Linked DNA regions of Triticum aestivum: region 1 is linked to region 2. The links are chromatin contacts, called in public Hi-C maps. All regions are on one chromosome and are shown on one strand. The core of a region is the stretch at or near the end of the contact, and the rest is flanking DNA. Distances in the headings are between cores, read along the strand shown.

Region 1 (5,335 bases), core at 2,256-4,755, 150 kb after region 2:
CGATTCCTTCTCCGCTCCCAAGCTCCCCTCTTGGATGGTGTAGTCGCTCCCTTGCGCTTGCACTCCTCCTCGTCATCCGTGAAGTTCCGACGATACATATGCATGCACACAGGAGGGGTTTCAAGTAGTACACCATCCTCGAAGAGGTCAAGTGAACATGTGTAAAGGAGATGATTCACCTTTATGTATGTGAAGTTGATGTGGCATGTGTCACTTGCCAAATGGACTCTTGACATGGTGATTCCCGTAGGATGCTCCGCATCATGTTGTGTCTCCCAATGCTCTGCGGAATGCGTGCAGTTGTCGAACCCTGCATTGAACATTAAGTCCACTCTACGAAAATTAATGCCAAAACTTAGTACCAACATCAAGTCTATGATTTTTAGTTCACGTGATGCTATGTAATGTGACAGGAAAACCTATGTTTTCTTATAAAATGTAATGTTCAAGGGTATAATACTTTAAGATTTTACAACTTCATAACATATGTTCGGTTGCACACATCTAAATTTTGGCTTTTCAAACTTAGTGTTTTACCTACGTGCCACTCACCTTTGTTCTTCAGAGCTTAAGTTCATAATATGTTGCCTTTTCTACTATTATTTTTTAGTATAATACAATATGAACATTTGTTTAATTGTAGATCCTTGTCTGGTGATCATTTCCATTAGATCCTGAACTAAAATTATATTTACATTGATTGCAATCATTGTAACCAAGTGTCACATACTACATTGCATATTTTAAAAATATTATTTTAAAATAAACAATTACTATCATTATTAGTAGAAACTATGCTTGTGATATGTATGAAATTGACATTATTTTTGGTTGATATATGAAGATCTTTCTATCCCTCTTGCCATCTCCAAATAATTATGAAGTAGTATTACACGAACGTAAATTACACATATGGTGTACTTCGATTAAGATATGTCTTTTTATGTATTTAAAAATATCTTACTACTACTATTTATAATTTATAATTTGGGTCAGAAATTACCAATATTGTTTTCAGCACTAATAGTTTTAGATATTATGGGTACGCTTATTGTGTACTATTTATAGTTAGGTTTACGGTTTTCTCCTTGTTGTGTTTATTATCAATTGGTGTTTAGAGTTTTCATTAGACTTAGGCTTTATTGATTATGCTTTAGGATTTAGTTTACTGATGTAATGAATGTAGGAAACTTACTTTACCATTTAGGGCATTCGGTTAGGGATTAGAGTTTAGGGGTATGGTTTAGGGTTTAGGGTTTTCGTTGAAATTATGCTTTATGGATTATGCTCTAGGAATTAGTTTACTGATGTAATGAATGTAGGGATTGTACTTTAGGGTTTAGGGTATACATCGATACTGGTTATTTAGGGCTTAGAGTATATAGCGTTGGTAATTACTCCCTCCGTTCCTAAATATTTGTTTTTTTAAAGGTTTCAAATGATAACTACATACGGAGTAAAATGAGTAAATCTACACTCTAAAATATGTCTATATACATCCGCATATGGTGATCATTTGAAATCTCTATAAAGATAAATATTTAGAAACGGAGGAAGTAGGATTTAGGGGTAGAATCTACAGTTTATCGATTAGGATTTAGGGCCATAGTATCCAGCACATGCACATCGCCACCAGGATAGCGTGCATGTTGCGTACGTGCTGCACTATTGGCACGTAGGCTTCCATTTATGTAGGTGTTAGGAAATAATCACTGCTATGTCGGTTCCATAGTTTTGGTAACCGCTCCTTGTAAACGGCCTTGTACCGGGGGTATATATACGCAAATCTTCAATCAATGAGAATATCTTTCCATCATTTGCTTTCCCTTCCTGATCTTCTTAATTCTAATTTCCACACGTTTTCCTGTAAAGAAATGCTTTTGCAAGGGGCACCGATAGGCGCCGGTGCGCCGGCCGAATCGTTCGGCCGGTCCAGCCCTAGCCGTTGGATGTGAGCCGCGCAGCCTTTGGATCTGGTTAAAAAAAAACGCCCCAACAACTTCTTCCTCGCGTGGTCAGGCCAGATCCGCATCTTTCGCTCGGGGGAGCACGGCGCGGCGCCTCCTGCCCCCTTCTGCGGCCATCCTCGTCGCCGAGCCCCACCCCTCGCCGGCCTTCCTCATCGCCGGTCCCCCGCCCTCGCCGGCCGTCCTCGTCGCCGGTCCCCACCATCCCCGGCCATCCTCGTCGTCCTCGACCCATGCAACAACTCTACCTGCGACTGCAGCTCTCGACTGCGATGGTTGTAGCTCCGCCGCCGCCCTCGCCGTGGATGCTGGCTGCAGGGGATTGCATCGACGATGGCCGCCAGTTAATTAGCGCAGTTTGAACGGATGTAGCAAAAACTTCACCGGTAGTAGCAAAAAACAACTGCGGTTGCAGCAAAAACACACCGTCGTCATCGTCGCAGGGGCGCAGCGGTTGTAGCAAAAAACTTCGATGATAGTAACAAAAACCTATTATGGTTGCAGCAAATCGCCATTGCCGCCGTCACGAGGTCGCAGCTCCAGCTTGATCGGTGTAGCACAAAACTTCGTCGGTAGTAGCAAAAATTAACTACGGTTGCAGCTTTTCCTTGTTATGCAGTGTCGTCCGCCGTCACTGATGTAGCAAAAAAGGTCGCTGGTAGTAGCAAAAACCAATAACGGTTGTAGCAAAAATCTCGTCGCCCGTCGTCTCGCCGTGACTGTTTGTAGCAAAAACTGATGCAGGTTGTAGCACCGAGGCTCGTCGGTTGTAGCAAAAAATGACCATGGTTGTAACCTCGATCCAGCAAACTTGTGCCGCGGGTGTAGTCCGGCGTGGCCGGTTGCAGCTCCGGCGTGGCCGGGTCTGACGAGGTAGGCAGAGCTCCGGTGGTGCGGAACCAAGCGGATCTGGCCGAGGACAGCCGGATCGGCTGATTCCCATGGCGGCGGCGGCCTGGGAGGCCTCCGGGCGACGACGATTGACCAAGGTAGCGGGGCCTGAGAAGGAGCAGAGAAAGAGAGAGAGACGAGCGACGAGCGACGGGGAGAAGAGAAAAAGGTGGAAGAAGACCCACGTGGACAGGGGCCCATCCTACGTGCCGTTAGCCGAGTGGCTGGGAGGAGGCGCGCGTGGATTGGACCGGCGCAACAGTTCGGCCGGTGCCCCGGCCACAAACAGTTCCCTTTTGCAAGAGATTTATGAGATTCTCTCTGGTGCTATTGCTTAATCATATCATGGTTGCCCATACTACGCCTGATGCGACCGATCAGAACCCGTACCTACGCAACTTAAAAAGAAACCGTATCTACGCAACTTAAAAAGAAAGCGTATCTACGCACGAGCGAGCAGTCGAGATCCTTTTTCCTTCCTTTTTGGCAGCACCCGATCGCGTCGTTTCCTCGGCGACAAGGACAGCCCGCCGCACTCGGCATGTGCGCGGCACTCCACGGCGACAGTGGCGTAGCGCCCGCGCGAGTACCCCGGGGTTCCGTCGATCCGATAACTGCAACCTCAATGGGTAGCCCGTGCCGACAATGACGCGAGGCAGTGCGTGTACGTACGTCTCAACGGAGGCGGGGGCTCGCCGGTTCGACGATATCTAGCTGTGGCCGGCTGGCTGGCTCATGTCAGCGCGTGCGCGCGTGAGGCGGATGTGAATCGGTGTGAACGAAGCGCGACCGCCGCCACCTCGATCGTGCGCTGCTCGATCTGCTCTTGGTCGGAATCCGGTCAAAACGGCTCTGATGAACCTTGAAGGGTTCTGCACACGTGCTGGAATGGAATACGTTGTGCACGTACAGGATCGGGGTCGGGATCGAGTAATTAATCTGGCACGTATGCCTAGGTGGTGCGTGCGGCTCGTGTCTTGTTTGGCTCCTTCCTACTTCTCCTTCGCCGCAGATGCGCTCTGTCAACGCAGGGGAGACCGCATCCGGCGGGAAAGAGTTTTTAAGAGGAGATGTACAGTACGTGGTGGAGAGACCGAGCTCTGGCCTCTGGCGTCGTCGGCGCACACGTGCCCGCCCTTGTTGGTGTTGGTGTTGTTTGGTGATCGCTTCATCAGCGCAACGCGTGACTCCGTCGTTAACGCTAAGGAGTAGTTAATTCGCAAATAAAAAAATGCTAAGGGATAGTTTAGCCATTCAAAAATATCTGTGGACAGCCCACGGACAGGTGTTTTTTTTTTCTTTTGAGCAAACGGCCCACGGACAGAAGGAAAGAAATGACGTGCAGGCAAATTTGATAAATTTGGCCTGTGAACAAAATCAAATCACATAATGAACTATCCGTGAAACTATTTCACGCGGCTGACCTTTTTGTGTGACGCCCAATACGAAGGCGCCACACTACATTATGCAACGCCTTACAGATAGGCGCTACACGCCTGGCCAGCAACGCGTTGCACCCAGACTGACTAAAAATTGCTAAGTCATCGTGCAGAGCCTGAGAGTTAGGCGCTGCACTGTATAGTGTAGCGCCTAGCTCTCAGGCGCTGCACTAGTGGTTGCACTATAAAATGAAGCAATCACTAGTACAACGCCTAGAAGCTAGGCGCTACACTGTATAGTGTGGTGCCTAACTCTCAGGCGCTGCGCACTGACTTAGTAATTTTCAGATCACACAGGTGCGACGCTGGCCAGGTGTGTAACGCCTATCTGTGAGGCGTTGCACAGTATAATGTGGCGCCTTCATGTCGGATGTCACACAAAAAGGTCAGCCATGTAAAATAATTTTATGGACAGTTTATTGTGTGATTTGATTTCATCCATAAGTTAAATTTGTCAATTTTGCCTGACGTGCATCACGGCGCACGCTCGCAGGCGTCAAACTGGAAAAATCCTATGTGACCGGAGATTCTATACGGCGTGGCGCGTACCCCCCCTCTCGCCCGCTGTTGTTGTTTCTATGGGCCGGCCCATTTCGGGGTTTAACTGCAACCGGTTTTGGGAAGGTTCTAGAACCTTCCCTGAACCGGGTTTTTATATTTTACTTTCGATTTTTATTTTTATTTTTTCTTTTTTTCTTTTATTTTTCCGTTTTTTTATTTTTTTCTTTACTTTTATGTTTTCATTTTTATTCTTGTTTTTCAATTTCCGAAAATGTATTAATTTGCGATTTGTTTCTAAAATCGTATTTTTTTAATGATGAACATTTTTTCCAAAATCTTGGTTTTATTCTTACTAAATCGTTACCCTTAAATCATGATCATTTTTTAAAAACTCAAGAACATTTTTTTGAAATCATGAACATTTTTTTTAGAAATTTGTGAACATTCTCTTAAGTCATGAACATTTTTTCAAATAATGAAAATTTTAAAATGAAAGACTACTTTTTCAAAATCATGAACATTTTTTTATAATTTCGT
Region 2 (5,144 bases), core at 778-3,277:
CTAGTCCAACATAAGATGAAAGTTTTAAGTTGTAAGTAGCAAAAATGATACTAAAATAAGCGAGAGCCCATTAATGCAAGAATAAAATCCCTACTAACAGTGATCAATGACATCTGAGAGTCTCACGGACCAAACACTAAATACACAAGAGCAAGTTTTCTTTAATTTGTCTGCTTGCCTTTCCTCTATGCATATTATACAGATTTAACAAGTAGCTCTCCAAAATTCCGCATAAATCCAACCCATTGTCTGTCAAATGTCCCCATCATCTACCTACAAATCTTAAAGGATCTATCCTTCTCCTCAAACTTAAAGGACAACCACAGGTGTCAAATTCTAGCAAGGCAAGCATGAAAGGATCATCAATCATGACGAGTCTGCCAGTGGAACTAGAGGACTACAGTGGCACAAATAATGAAGAAAGGAACGCGCTCAAGTATCAATCTGGACAGGAACGTGCTCAAGCATCAACCTGTCCAGAAGATCCAGCACAACTAAGAGGCTTGGAAAACAAACAACAGGACAAACTGACATATCTTGCACCTCCCCTCAGCGCGCCCATTGACCACCCTTCACAACTAAGACATGCAACCTCGAGCATTCTCTAGTTTGTTTATAAGAGAACTGTCGCACTGTTTGGTCACAGATCCTTCAGTGAATGCACGACTAAGACCAATGTTCAGCGGACCCTAAGATTCTCTAGTTGGTTGAAGACGATTGACCAGCCTTGTTGGTTTGACTATTTGTCCGTAGCTCTTGCTATGAATTCCGAAGAAGGAACCTCCCCCACTCGCAACAAGAAGTTTGACCACTCAGACCGTGTGGAACCAGCAGCACCTTTCATCACTCACACAAGAAGCCAATTTGTGTACCGTCTGCAGTGAGCGAAGGTCTGAAACTACTGGGATCCTGGACGTTGGTTGAACATGCTAAAATCATAGTATTAAGTTAGTGACGCGCTCAAAAAACCAACCTCGATTTGTTCATCTATGGGGGCACTCTGCCTAGTAAGGGAGTTCTTTTTCCACGAATTGTCTTCAGGAAAGGCAAGTCCAGTTGACTCATCAAGCGAAACATAAGATTTTTTTTCCCGAGTTGTATATGTCCCAATCAAGGAAGCAGATGGATCCTGTGGTTCCTCCCAAGGAAAATTAGTTTAGACTACTTGGAGCTACCGCATCAATCTACTGTATGTCTGCCTCCATGTTTCGAAGAACCAGAGGCAGCGATGGTTCCATTTCTAACATGAGGATCACTAATTTGGCCACGAAATTAACTCACTCTGGGATAATAAATTCAGGGCACAAGTGCAGCCAAGTAACACAAGTACATCTGGCACGGATGAGTGTCCATCAGACGAACCATAAGTAGGCCATGCCCAGCTAGACCTAGGAGCCAGCCAGTATAAAATTAGCAACAAAATGCAACAGTACCCTCCAGAGCGGAAGCTGAGAAGGATCAACTCCTTCGTCCCCAAAATGGAGGTCATCCGTGGAAGCCAAAAGCGAAATGCTCTCAGGTGAGACCTTCAGCAGGTCGAATTGGCTCGAACCAACACAAATCCCCAACTGATTCGTCAGCTAGACACCACCCGCCCCAACCAAAACCCGCCTAAGAGCCCATCTCATCGCCGAACGAGAGCCAGGCACCCGCCTGAACCCGCCCAGGATCCACCTTCACCCTCCCAAACTATGGAATCAACCCCAAAATAACCAAGCAAAAAAACACCCCAAAAAAGCACAGCAATTCAGCGACTTCCTGCAAAAATCAGTAGCACAACAGGCACGGAACCCGACGAAGTACGAGGAGGGGAGCTCTCACCTCCTCCGATCTGCACGGCCGGCCCGGCGCCCCGATCCAGCTCCAGCAATCTCCCTACCTCTCTCTCGCTTTTCTTCTCTCTCTCTCTCTCTCTCTCTTCTGGTTCTCGTGTCCTAGTCCCTTCTCTCTTTGCGCCCCCTCCCTCTTTTCGTGTGCGCGATAATTAATATCTGCTTCCTCACACAAGAGAGAAGGAGAAATAAATAAATCCCAAAGTGCCACGGCATTATATACCCTACCCGCGGCTCCGAGCAGACGGCGACCGTGCCTGACGCCGTCACGGCCACGTCTTCCCGGTCAGCGCTCCCGCGTCGTGATGCCGTGGCCCCCGCGCCCATCACGCCGTTAAGGACGGAGGCATAGGCTCCGTCGGATGAGGATCGGGCGGCCGCGCGGCTCGACGCGCGGTCACGTGCGGCGCGCGGCGAGCAGCCACGACACGCGTGACGCTGGCAGCACGGACACGCGGTCGCGCGTTTGACCTGACGCGCATGGAGGTTTGAACGGCCCGCGGTCGTTCGATCGCGATCCGAGGGCTGCCCACCGTGTGGCCCGGGGGCTTCGGCGGTTCGCGGATGGATGCTTGCTTGGCCCGCCCGTCCGTCCGATGAGACGGGGCTGGCTGCGAGAGATAAGATGGTGACGCGTGTCCCGTGCGTTGGCGCGGGGACCACCGCGAGGAAGACGACGGAGGAGGGTGACGAGGGATGCGCTCGCTTTTGCCTCGGTGGTTTCCATTTCGATGGGAGAATGTGATGCCTCTTTTTCCTCCGGTGCAAGAAATGCCATTGGCCTGTTGCCCACTTTTCACTTTCTTTTCTCAATATTTTTTCATCACTTTACAAACTTCAACGCAAATAAAATTAGTAAAAAATAATTCTGATGGAATCGTGTTCGGTTTGTACTGGATTTTATGCACTGTGCCCTCCAAAATGGCTACGGAGATGTGACATGTAGTTCAAACGCACCCAAAAAAATAACTAATTATCTGAAAGAAAAAGAACTAGCAAACCAAGAACCACATGTTGTAAGTAGAACAGATTGCCAACAAAAGTGAGCCCCAGGTCTGAACAAAGCAAGAACGTAGGCTGGCTTCTAGAAGGACGCTGGGCACGATGCAAATTTGCTCCGACTACCCGCGTTCGTTCTTAAACTTTAAGGAAGGAAGGAAGGAACAGCTGTGAATGGGCCGCACCCCATGAACTCCCCTGGGGCCCGTCGTCGTCCTCTTGGAACCTAGTGGGCTTATTCTAGTGGATGACCAGGCCACTGACGTACCCCCTGATGCGGATTCGATGTACAAACGATGGGTGCTCCGTGCTCTGGAAACCTTCTACGATCTCCTTTGTAAGAGTAAATTATTTTTGGCAGCGGCATGAGCTAAGCTGCCACCAAAAACACGAATCAACTTTTCTTTTGCAGATAATGCTGAGAGAGAGAGAGAGAGAGAGAGAGAGAGAGAAGTGCACTTTGGCTTTGTGAAGTGGTGTCACACCAAGGCTAAACTAACTGTGCAGTGATTATAATACAAGCCACTAGCACCAGAATATGTCTGTAAACAAACTAGGACCAGAATATGGTTATTGCAAATATAACGCTTTCTCTTTACGGAGAAGAAGAGATTAATCACGAAAGTACCTTTCTACACCCAGGAGCAAATGCTCCTGATGTGAACAATAAATAGAAAAAGAATAAAAATTAAAAAAATCTGAATTTGTTTGTGTCATACTTTCATAAATGTTTGTTGTGCATGCAAAATTTCATCACGAAATCATATTGGTGAAAGCCACGCAAAAAAAAAATCAGAGCTCCAAAATGCCTTTGTAAGTAACATTTTCAGAGCATCAATTTTGTTTTTTACTACGCCTTTCATCAATGTGATTTTGCGATAAAATTTTGCATGCACAACAAACATTTGTGAAAGTATGCCAGAAAAATTCAGAACTTTTATTTTATTTTATTGTTCACACCGGGAGCATTTGCTCTTGGGTGTAGAAACTCCACGTCCTGGTTCTATCTCAGAGGATGTTTTCTAGAACCTAGGGAGAAGAGACCTTGTCGTTGATTAGCTCCGAGGTCGCCACAAATCCTACTAGTGTTCAAAATCTAAACAGAAAATGTCTGCAATTTTAGTCTTTTACTAGGTAATTTCGGTGGACACCAAAATATTTATAACCTCAAATTTTGATTCAAATTCAAACAAATTTCAAACCAAGTTTAAATTAGGTCAAATTTCATTAACAATATGTGAATATTGATGTGTCATAAGCTAAAAAAACATGTTTTTTTCTAGAAAGACTTGGCATTTCAGTGGGCCCAACAAATTTGTGATGCCGAATTTTATGCCATGTCGAACAATAAATACAACTAGAGGATCAATGGCTAGATATCCTAACTTTGCTTTTGGGAGCTAGCTAGGTTGGTATCTTTAGGCCTTTTTTGCAGGAAGAACGTTTAATCTATTCATCAAACATCATGGCAGTACAAAAGGACACAAGAAATAATAATAACAAAGTAATATGTTACGTTGTTCAGCCAGTTTTGTGGCATTTTATATTTTAAAAATCATCGTCTACCGAACTTAAATATTAAGATTAGCTTCAAATGAAATGATATGGCCCCTACTTCTAAAACTTTTTTGAGCAATGATATTTTTATCTTAAAAGTTAAGAATACTTAGCGGTCAATAAGGTAGGGATCATCACGGTGTTCGTCCCTCAAAAAAACTGTTTAGGATGTTCAGTTTCGCAAAAAAAAAACTTAGGGCGTTCAAATACCGATCTATGCGACAACCCCAAAAGAAGTGCACTGAATAAAGCATCTATAACTCAAAATCGCTGAAATGATGGAACTATGATATTCCCAGTCTGAAAAATGTTCAGATTAAGACCCTGTTCAGAGTTCCACCAGCTCCGCAAAATCCCGGGAGTTGCGGAGCCGGGAAACAGGCGCTTCGCGACTTTCAACAGTAGCTCCGAGAATGAAGTTATGGAGTGAAGGTTCTTCGAACAGGGCTTAACTATTCTATAATTTGAAACGGGAAAGGATCCATCGATCATGCATGTACAACTATATATTAGTACTAAACAGCATATGTGGCATCATGATCCGGCTGCACTCATGCAACCGGAGAAATGGAGTCCGGCGTGCGTGGTGCTGCTGCGGCCATCCATGATTGCGTGTTTTGCATGGTCCGTGCAAGTAAAACCTATCGATTAGTCTTTTTGATTGGCTTATTACTTTTTGTCAAGAGAAAAATATAGCTAATTACGGGTGACCGACGCGCCCGCGGCAAAGATGGGATCAGGCATAGGCGCATAGCA

What was found. A called contact is a pair of places that touch in the nucleus more often than the background predicts.
Region 1: a contact with region 2 is called in a Hi-C map of leaf, with 6 times the contacts expected there. The contact joins the enhancer-like site here to the promoter of LOC123188366 in region 2. A contact is called at or near these places in 1 of 5 Hi-C or Micro-C datasets (leaf) and 1 of 1 datasets of contacts at active chromatin or transcription factors (leaf).

Annotation. Positions count from the first base shown.
Region 1 is chr2A:204,870,591-204,875,925 of IWGSC CS RefSeq v2.1, forward strand. No RefSeq gene overlaps it. Among protein-coding and RNA genes, the nearest start is that of LOC123188366, 150 kb to the left of the region's middle. Within about 2 kb of position 3,506, at least 3 of the 8 cell types and tissues checked have an H3K27ac peak or open chromatin away from gene starts, as enhancers often do. A contact at or near this core is called in leaf, where this site is marked.
Region 2 is chr2A:204,720,769-204,725,912 of IWGSC CS RefSeq v2.1, forward strand. LOC123188366 (chitin-inducible gibberellin-responsive protein 1) reads right to left here and starts at 2,028. Exons shown (of 2, transcript XM_044600450.1): 1 at 1,822-2,028.